Regions from separate parts of the Mus musculus genome. Here region 1 is linked to region 2. The links are chromatin contacts, called in public promoter capture Hi-C maps. All regions are on one chromosome and are shown on one strand. Each heading gives the region's core, a stretch centred on a gene start, on an enhancer-like site or on the middle of the called end of the contact. The rest is flanking DNA. Distances are from core to core; before and after follow the strand shown.

Evidence for each region. Promoter capture Hi-C pulls out the DNA fragments that hold promoters and counts their contacts.
Region 1: a contact with region 2 is called in a promoter capture Hi-C map of fetal liver, with 4 times the contacts expected there. The contact joins the promoter of Hnrnpa1 here to the promoter of Slc11a2 in region 2. A contact is called at or near these places in 2 of 39 promoter capture datasets (erythroid cells and fetal liver).

The regions. Positions count from the first base shown.
Region 1 is chr15:103,238,655-103,242,725 of GRCm38.p6, forward strand. Hnrnpa1 (heterogeneous nuclear ribonucleoprotein A1) reads left to right here and starts at 1,743. Exons shown (of 11, transcript NM_001039129.4): 1 at 1,743-1,874; 2 at 2,426-2,542; 3 at 2,792-2,938; 4 at 3,249-3,459; 5 at 3,552-3,644; 6 at 3,726-3,818; 7 at 3,990-4,064. The coding sequence starts at 1,860. It overlaps Cbx5 (chromobox 5), which reads right to left and starts at 1,198. Exons shown (of 5, transcript NM_001076789.2): 1 at 1,079-1,198.
Region 2 is chr15:100,421,149-100,425,253 of GRCm38.p6, forward strand. It overlaps Slc11a2 (solute carrier family 11 (proton-coupled divalent metal ion transporters), member 2), which reads right to left and starts at 1,907. Exons shown (of 17, transcript NM_008732.2): 1 at 1,814-1,907. It overlaps Gm5475 (predicted gene 5475), which reads left to right and starts at 2,045. Exons shown (of 3, transcript NR_040351.1): 1 at 2,045-3,096.

The sequences.
Region 1 (4,071 bases), core at 493-2,992, 2.8 Mb after region 2:
CAGAAATAGGAGCTTAGAGTATCTTGAATGTTAGGGGAGAAAAATGTTCTTCGGAGAAGAGATTCAGATAAAAGAATTGGGAACATGAATGGTGGTGACAAGTACATGATGACACAAAACAAACAAACAAAAAACCAAATGTGTCTATTTTTATTAAGGTTTTCATTATTTCATCAATGACAATTATCCCTCAAACATACAGGCCTTGGCCCCACTGTTTCCATAGAAGCAACACGTTTTGACTTTTGACATGTAACTCTCAAAAACTTTCATAGAGATAGAAATACAAATACAGTGTCCCTGGAAATGGGTGCTAGTGGTTAAGTCTATTTTTCTTGGATGCTTTTCATTGCAAGTACTTTACCTAAGTCATCTCATTCAAAATTTCAATATTCTTCTCTTAAAAGTTTTCAAAGACTAAAGGCACGTTCTCCAAAGTCTCAAGTGAAGGGAGGAACGTACCAAAAACTACAAGAAAAATGATTAACTCAAGGGCCACAAGAAAACATATGTTTTCCCTAAGGTAATATACAGAATGAATGCCTTAGTTATAGGAGTCATTTTAAGTTAAAATACTCGCCCCCACAAATGCAAGAGTAAGCTTTATTGGGGGGGGGAGGGGGGAATCCTGTCTTTCTAGTGACTCCTGGCTTGCTCTAAGAATTTAACCAGCCAACTCCCGCGCTCCCCACAGGAGTCCAGCCTCTGCCTCTTGGGGAAGGCCGGCCAATCGCGCGCTTGGGGCTCATTGGCTCGGAGAGACGCAACTCAGGCGAGAAAAACCCGCCTCCCACATTCCGATGGCCCAAGGACCGATCGGTAGGCAGCTATAGGAAAACCCAATTGGCCTATAGGCTCGCCAGTCAAATGCTTCGGCAAGGCAGCTTCACAGAACCTGCAAGGATAAAACATCCCGCCCCAGTTGTCCTATTGGCTGGCCCGACCCGTCGCGGCCCCTTCACTGTCGTCGTCCACCCCCCCCCCCACCAGTTCAGCGGTCCATTCATTTCGTACAATAACCGGTGCAATGGGAGCGGGTTCAAGATCTCGTACGGGTAGACGAGACTCTGCCACTTACCCAAGATCTAAAGTGATCACTCACGCTAAGGCCTGCACGGTTCCTCTGTGGTAAAGCGGCACCACAAGCCACCGCTACCGCCGCCTTCTGCGCAATGCCAACCGCCCGCCAAAACGGATCCTTCCCTGCGCCTGCGCAACCAATCCTGGGCTTGGACCTTTTCTCCGCCCAAAACGCCTGCGCAAAACTGGACGCTGGTCCCGCCACTACGCAGGCGCCTAGGTTCACAACCCTCTCCCGCCCGCCATTTCACGTGTTCCAGGCAGCAGGCGGAACATCGTAGTGCGCCGGCGTGAACTCGCCATTTTTATTACACATGCGCCTTATAGGGAGTGGCTGGGAAAAGTCGCGGTGAGCTACTTTGTAGCGTGCGGTCCTTTGACGAGTGAGTTTGTAATGTTCGGGTGTGGGAAAGTTATGAAAGGCATTTAAAAGACGTGAATACATTCAAATATAAGTGACTGGCTAGTTAGCCAATCAATGCGATTAAGGATAAGATCCCTTGGGGCATCAGTGACTCAAAGGGGCGGAGTCTGAATAGAACGCCCAAACGGATGCCGTTTCTTAGCAGGGCGTCTTCACGGGCCAATGGTGGGAGGGAATAATTTCAAATCTCCAATAAGACTCAAGTAAGGGCGGAGTCTACCAATACCGAGAGCGAGGAGGCGGGATAAAAGGGCGAGCAGAAGGTAGGCTGGCGGGCACGTTCGTTATCGTATTCCTTTCTGCTCTTTGACGCTGCCGAGGAAGCATCGCTGAAGGCTCTCGTAACTCTACCGTCATGTCTAAGTCCGAGGTAAGTTGGATGCGCTTTGCAGCTTCTCTTTCTTCCACACTTACTGAATATAGCGGGATGTGACGTGTTTTGCTGCTCGCACCCGTGGTTTCGGTGTTTTATCGATTAGTGCTGAGGCCTACTTTAAAAAAATGCAGGTCGCCATTTTGTCCTCATAGTCACCATGAGGCTGCGATCCGACCGCCATTAACGTCCATGCACTGTTCCTTGTGGCAAACTTCACAGACTAATGATCTGGGGAGTGTGGCCTTTTCTTCCCCTCCCCCATTCTGGTCTAACAATCGCTTGTTAAAGAGATATTAAGTCTTAATGGGGATGGACCCGACTAACCTGTGCCCTTTGTTGCGCGTGCGTATGAAGTAAAAGTAAGGACGCATGCGCTGCGTGCAACTCGAGTGAATCCCCAGCAGCACCTCCTAGCCTAGGAAGGAGCACGTGGTCTCGTGCAGTAATAAAGAACAATAAAAAAGTGTAGCATGTGTTGTTGCGGGGTGTTGATTCATTTTCCCAGGTTCCAGCCCCTCCGCTAAACACTCCCTCCTCCACTTTAGTCTCCCAAGGAGCCAGAACAGCTGCGGAAGCTCTTCATCGGAGGGCTGAGCTTCGAAACAACCGACGAGAGTCTGAGGAGCCATTTTGAGCAATGGGGAACACTAACAGACTGTGTGGTAAGATTAAAAGAAACAAAAGGAAGAGCTGGCTTATTTCTTCCGATTTAATCTGCTGCTTCTTAGCTAAATTGTTTTGTGAAGTTAACTAATGGGATGGTAAAAAAAAATCTGGGGCTTTCTTCAGATCTGTAAGAAGCTTACATTTCCACCCCCCCACTCTGAAGTTTCATGTTTGCCTTGATCAGACTAGGAATGGCTTTTGATTCTGAGATCAGGCAGTGTATTGATTGAATTAACTCTAAACAGGTAATGAGAGATCCAAACACCAAGAGATCCAGGGGCTTTGGGTTTGTCACATATGCCACTGTGGAAGAAGTGGATGCTGCCATGAATGCAAGACCACACAAGGTGGATGGAAGAGTTGTGGAACCTAAGAGAGCTGTCTCAAGAGAAGTGAGTGGTTTTTCTCTTTAACCTGAGACTATGATTGGGGCAGTCCTCAATTGGGAGATCCCCCCCAAGTGGTATTAAAGGCGAGGGCCTGGAGGTGGTGGCACACGCCTTTAATCCCAGCACTCCGGAGGCAGAGGCAGGTATATTTCTGAGTTCGAGGCTAGCCTGGTCTACAGAGTGAGTTCCAGGACAGCCAGGGATATATAGAGAAACCCTGTCTCTGAAAAAAAGGGGGGGGTGGGCCACCACACCTTCCCAGTCATTTAGAAACTGCTACTACTAAATAACTGAAGTCATTTTTCCTTTTTAGGATTCTCAGCGACCAGGTGCCCACTTAACTGTGAAAAAGATCTTTGTTGGTGGTATTAAAGAAGACACTGAAGAACATCACCTACGAGATTATTTTGAGCAGTATGGGAAGATTGAAGTGATAGAAATTATGACTGACAGAGGCAGTGGGAAAAAGAGGGGCTTTGCTTTTGTTACCTTTGATGACCATGACTCTGTGGATAAGATTGTTAGTAAGTATCAGAGGACTACGTGTTCCTTAATGACTCTGGAGTCCTCTTGTGTTTTTTTTTTTTACAGTCCTGAATCTACCTTTTTCTCTTAGTTCAGAAATACCATACTGTGAATGGCCACAACTGTGAAGTAAGAAAGGCTCTGTCGAAGCAAGAGATGGCTAGTGCTTCATCCAGTCAGAGAGGTGCGTTAATTTTTGGTTAGATTGTGGGCGCCAGCATGAATTACTATGGGTTAGCCTAATGATCCAAAAATCTCTTTTAAGGTCGCAGTGGTTCTGGAAACTTTGGTGGTGGTCGTGGAGGCGGTTTTGGTGGCAATGACAATTTTGGTCGAGGAGGGAACTTCAGTGGTCGTGGTGTGTATGGTTTATTTTTGATTCCTTGTTGGTTTCAGAGCTTTTAAATATTAACTGCTACCCTGTGTTTCCAGCATTTATGGATTTTACCCGAATATAGTTCTAGTACAGAATTAGATTTTGATAAGCATTCATGTATAAAGCCTGGTTTAAAGCTTTGGTTTCTTCCAGGTGGCTTTGGTGGCAGCCGTGGTGGTGGTGGATATGGTGGCAGTGGGGATGGCTATAATGGATTTGGCAATGATGGTAAGTT
Region 2 (4,105 bases), core at 657-3,156:
GAGGCTCACATACAGGTGCTTGCTGTAGCAGAAATGAAGCCATCTGATAAACAGCACCACCCCCGCCCCACAAGCTCTTGGCTTCAAAATCAAACAGAAAAAGATCCTACTTTGTGGAAGGAATTCTCTCTAGTCACTCACTGAGTCACAACTGAACCATAGCTGCTCACTAGCCCTGCTGATTGATGATGCAGCTTCTGCTTTCCCGAGAGTAGAATCTCTCCTCTCCGAGATTCACATCCAGCTTCCCTATTCCTCAATGGGAGGAGCTGACACGATGTTCAGGAATTCCCCTTCTGAGTCCCACAGACCTTCCCGGAACACGAGAGAGCATGTGTGCTGCAGTCATCTGCCTTTTAGGTCTGTGTCCAAAATAAACTCAGCCCAAGCAAGACTGAGTAAAATAGCTAACAAAAAACACCAGTGAAATCTCAATGTTACATTTACCAGCAGAGCTACTGCAGGAAACAGCCTAAAACGTTACTTAACCACCCCATTCAATAAACTCAGCAGAAGCCAAGTTTGAGTGGTAAAAGTCTGTGATCTCAGCAGAGGCAGGAGGATCACTGTAAGCTAGAGGACAATTTGGTCTACACTGCAAGTTCAAGGCCAGTTAACGAGAGGTAGCCAGATCTAGTCTCAAAAAGACAAAGAGTAAGAAGGTACTGTCAGCACCTTGCATCTCTTCACCTGTAATTAGATGCACTTGCAGACTAACAGTATGGCTAGAAAGCCTTGCCTGGAGGACCTTTGGCAATAGCCCAGGGGACTCAGGGCAAAGACTACTGAGAAGGTTAAAGTCTTTAAGGAAACAGCAGGCACAAGCAAGCAGTAATTTAAAAAAAAAAAATACCGGTCAGCAGGAGACTGCCCTAAGCACTTTACCTGTATTAACTAACAACACCAACAGCCCTGACAGACCCAACCTTCACCACCACCACCACCACCACCCCATCCCCCCACCCCACCTTTAAGTGTGGACCGCAGGAAAGCTTAAGGAGCCTGAACCAAAAGTTAACACAGCCAAGAAGTAAGGAGACTTGGTCAGGGTGGAGAATGCCACGGTGGACAACGTGGACAGTTTCCCGTGGTTTCCCCACGGGTCACATGGAAGCTCTCGGATGCCCACCGGCCCTCACCAGCTCTTCTCCCATATTTTGCTTTTGCTGCCTTAAATCACACCGTTGAAAACCAAGGGATAACCGAGTGTCTCCATTTTATACAGCGGAAACTCTACTTCTGAGGATGCCCTTCCAAATATGATGTATCCAAGAAACGGACAAAGAATCCAAAGGTGGAATATCAAACAAATGAGTTTGCAAACTACCCGGCCTAGGACGCCGCTGAGAAGGGGAGTATCCATCGCGTGCAAGTGTCCCTGAACGAGGCCTTGGAAGGCGCAGGGTCCCAGGCTGCACACACAGCCGGACAACCGAGCAGCACTCAACCGCGAGGCCTGAGGCCTTCGGGCAGACCGCGCAGCTCCCGCAGCCGCTGGGCTGACAGGGCGCTGCGCTGCAGGGCACCCGGGGCTCCGGGAGGGCACTGCGGTCGCACCCCCCGGCCGGCCGGCCGCGGAAGGGTGGTCCGGTGTCCCGGGTGGCGGTGAAGAGCCGAGGCCCGTGATCGTCGGCGCCTATGCTGAGCCGGGAGCCCTCCCGGTCTCCTCGGGATACCGGGTTCCCTCCCCGGGCTCGCCGCTGCGCCCTCCCCGCAGGCTGCTCCAGCCCCGTAGGTCGCCGTCCGAGCCCCCTCGCACGCCCGCGCACAGCGGGCCGCCGTAACCCCTGACCCTGCCAGCACCCCGGCTTACCGGCTCCGCCACCTCCACACACGCCGCGCCGGCGACTCCATATCCCAGGAGCCAGCGGCGACCCAGTCAACCTCCTGCCCTCCCGTGATTGGCCGGCCGGGCGGGAGCCCCCCTCTCCTGATTGGCTGGACTCCTGCAGCTGCGGGATTGCGTGGCCGGCGGACCGGGAACGGAGGCTCCGCCCATCCGAGCTGCCTGGGGGCGGGGCCTGAGCGGGGGCGGGGCTGATCCGGAGGCGTGATTCCGCCGGGCGCGCCACGGTCCTCGCAGTTCAAACCTTCGGCGTTCTTATATTGGCAACTCCCATCCCCGGAATGCTCGGGACATATACATTTTTGTCATAGTTCCCGCCACTTCCTTTTAGGCAGCTACACGCCTTTTTCCTCCTAAGAGATGATAACTCCGAGAAACAGCTACACTCGATCCTAAGGCGCCATGGCAGTCCCTATTAGCTTCTTGAGCCACTGCTCGGTGCCCACTGACGCGCCAAGAACACCCCACGCCTGGGAGGAACCGAGAAACTTCGACCAGTGGAGCCAGTTCGGCTGCACCCGTCGTCCTACTCCCAAGACTCACAGTGATCCCACCTGGCTCTGTCTCTTCTCCACACATTTTATCCTGCCTGCCCCCAAAACAGTCCCACTCCATCCCCGGCCTCAGCCTCACCTCTTCGCAGTTTTATGACCTGACAACCCCCCGCCCCAAGTTGCCACCGAAAAGGACTTCTCGATTTCCCCTACAACAGTATAGATGACAGCCCTGTTTTCTTCATATAGAAACTGCCGGGAGAAATGTTCATTATTTGGTAAGAACGGAGATAGGAAGAAAGGGTAAACCCTAAAGATGGAAACTTTAAAAAAAAAAAAAAAATGACAGCAAAAGCAAACAGAAAGGCCCCTGGCTGGGGCTGCTGCTCTTCATACAGAATCGTCACCTGAAAGAAGAGAAACTACAAATTAATCTTGGCCGCCTCTCCAGCTCATCCGTGGCGTTGGAGAAAGGCTTCTTAAATGCCTTCGAGCCCAGAACCTTTCTTCTGGGACCTTCCGCTGCATCTAGAAAAGAAAGGGGCGAGATCTGTTTGTGTCAGCGTCCAGGTGTGCTCCTCGGCTGGCCAGCGTCCCTGGGCTGTGGCCACTTACTTAGCTCACAGTTGGGAGCAGCTGCTGCCGCCCTTGGCTGCTTCTTCCCCATGGTGCAGGACTGGTTTGGCTTTTCAGAGCAGCGCAGCCTCTATATATGCAGAGGAGTACGCCTCCCCTTGGCTAGAGAGAACACTTAAGGTAGGTCAACACTGAGGGAAAAATTTCAAACCGCACCCTTCAAAGCATAATCAAATTTCATCTTTGACCGGCCATGAGAAGGAGGAATTGTATTTCTGCCACTCCTAGTTATTAGTAAAAATTAATTGAGTTAAAAGTTTTCTTCTGAGATTTCATTTATGTGCCATTCGGCAGGGCAGGACGTGGAGGCGGGCAGTGGGTGCCCTGGCGGTAATGTAGTAAAGCCTTTTGTCTGGAGGCCACTCCCCTGGGAGTTGAAGCTGGGGTTCAGGGACTCACTCCACTGTAGATGAGCAGAGGACTCTGTCCCTGTGAGAAGGGAGGTGGAACCAATTAACCCGAAGCCTTGACAGCCCACATCCATTTTCCACTCAGTACGTGCCACACTGAAGTGATTATAAGACTTCAAAGTAAAGGTGAAAACGCCACCTGGTCTCTCCCTCCAGATCTGAAGGAGCCAAGGGCGGCCATTAGCTAGTCAATCAGTGATCTCCAGGCAGGGGAGCAAAATGGGCAGAACCAGAACTTAGTACCCGACAGAAAAGAAAAAGTCCCGAGGCAGCAAAACAGAAATCCAGGGCAGGGGTTTTTCTGTGTAGTAGGAAGAAAGCTTACAGAAAGAAGGGGGGCGGGGGGGTTGCCTCCTGGAAACAACTGGTGTACTTACCTAAGAACGAACAGAAAGAGCCGCTGACTCAGATTGCCGACACAGGCTGCACATTTAAGCAGCATGTCGGTTCTGGAAACCATGAGTTTTCTGAGCAGCGTCCCAGAGAAGAGTCTCCGTGCCTGCTCAACTCCTGCAAGTCCCAGGTTAAGAAGTGATCTGCTTCCAACTGTGGTAGCTATCAGACAGTTGCCTAAGGCAAAGTTGCCTTTGCAGATTAAGCTGAGGACAACTTGTCCTCAGAAAATAGAAGTGCCCATAAAACCATCCATGAAATCAAATCTGGCAGAGGAAAGATTTGAATTTATGAATTCTAGAAGAGAAGTAGGGATGAGGCATAGC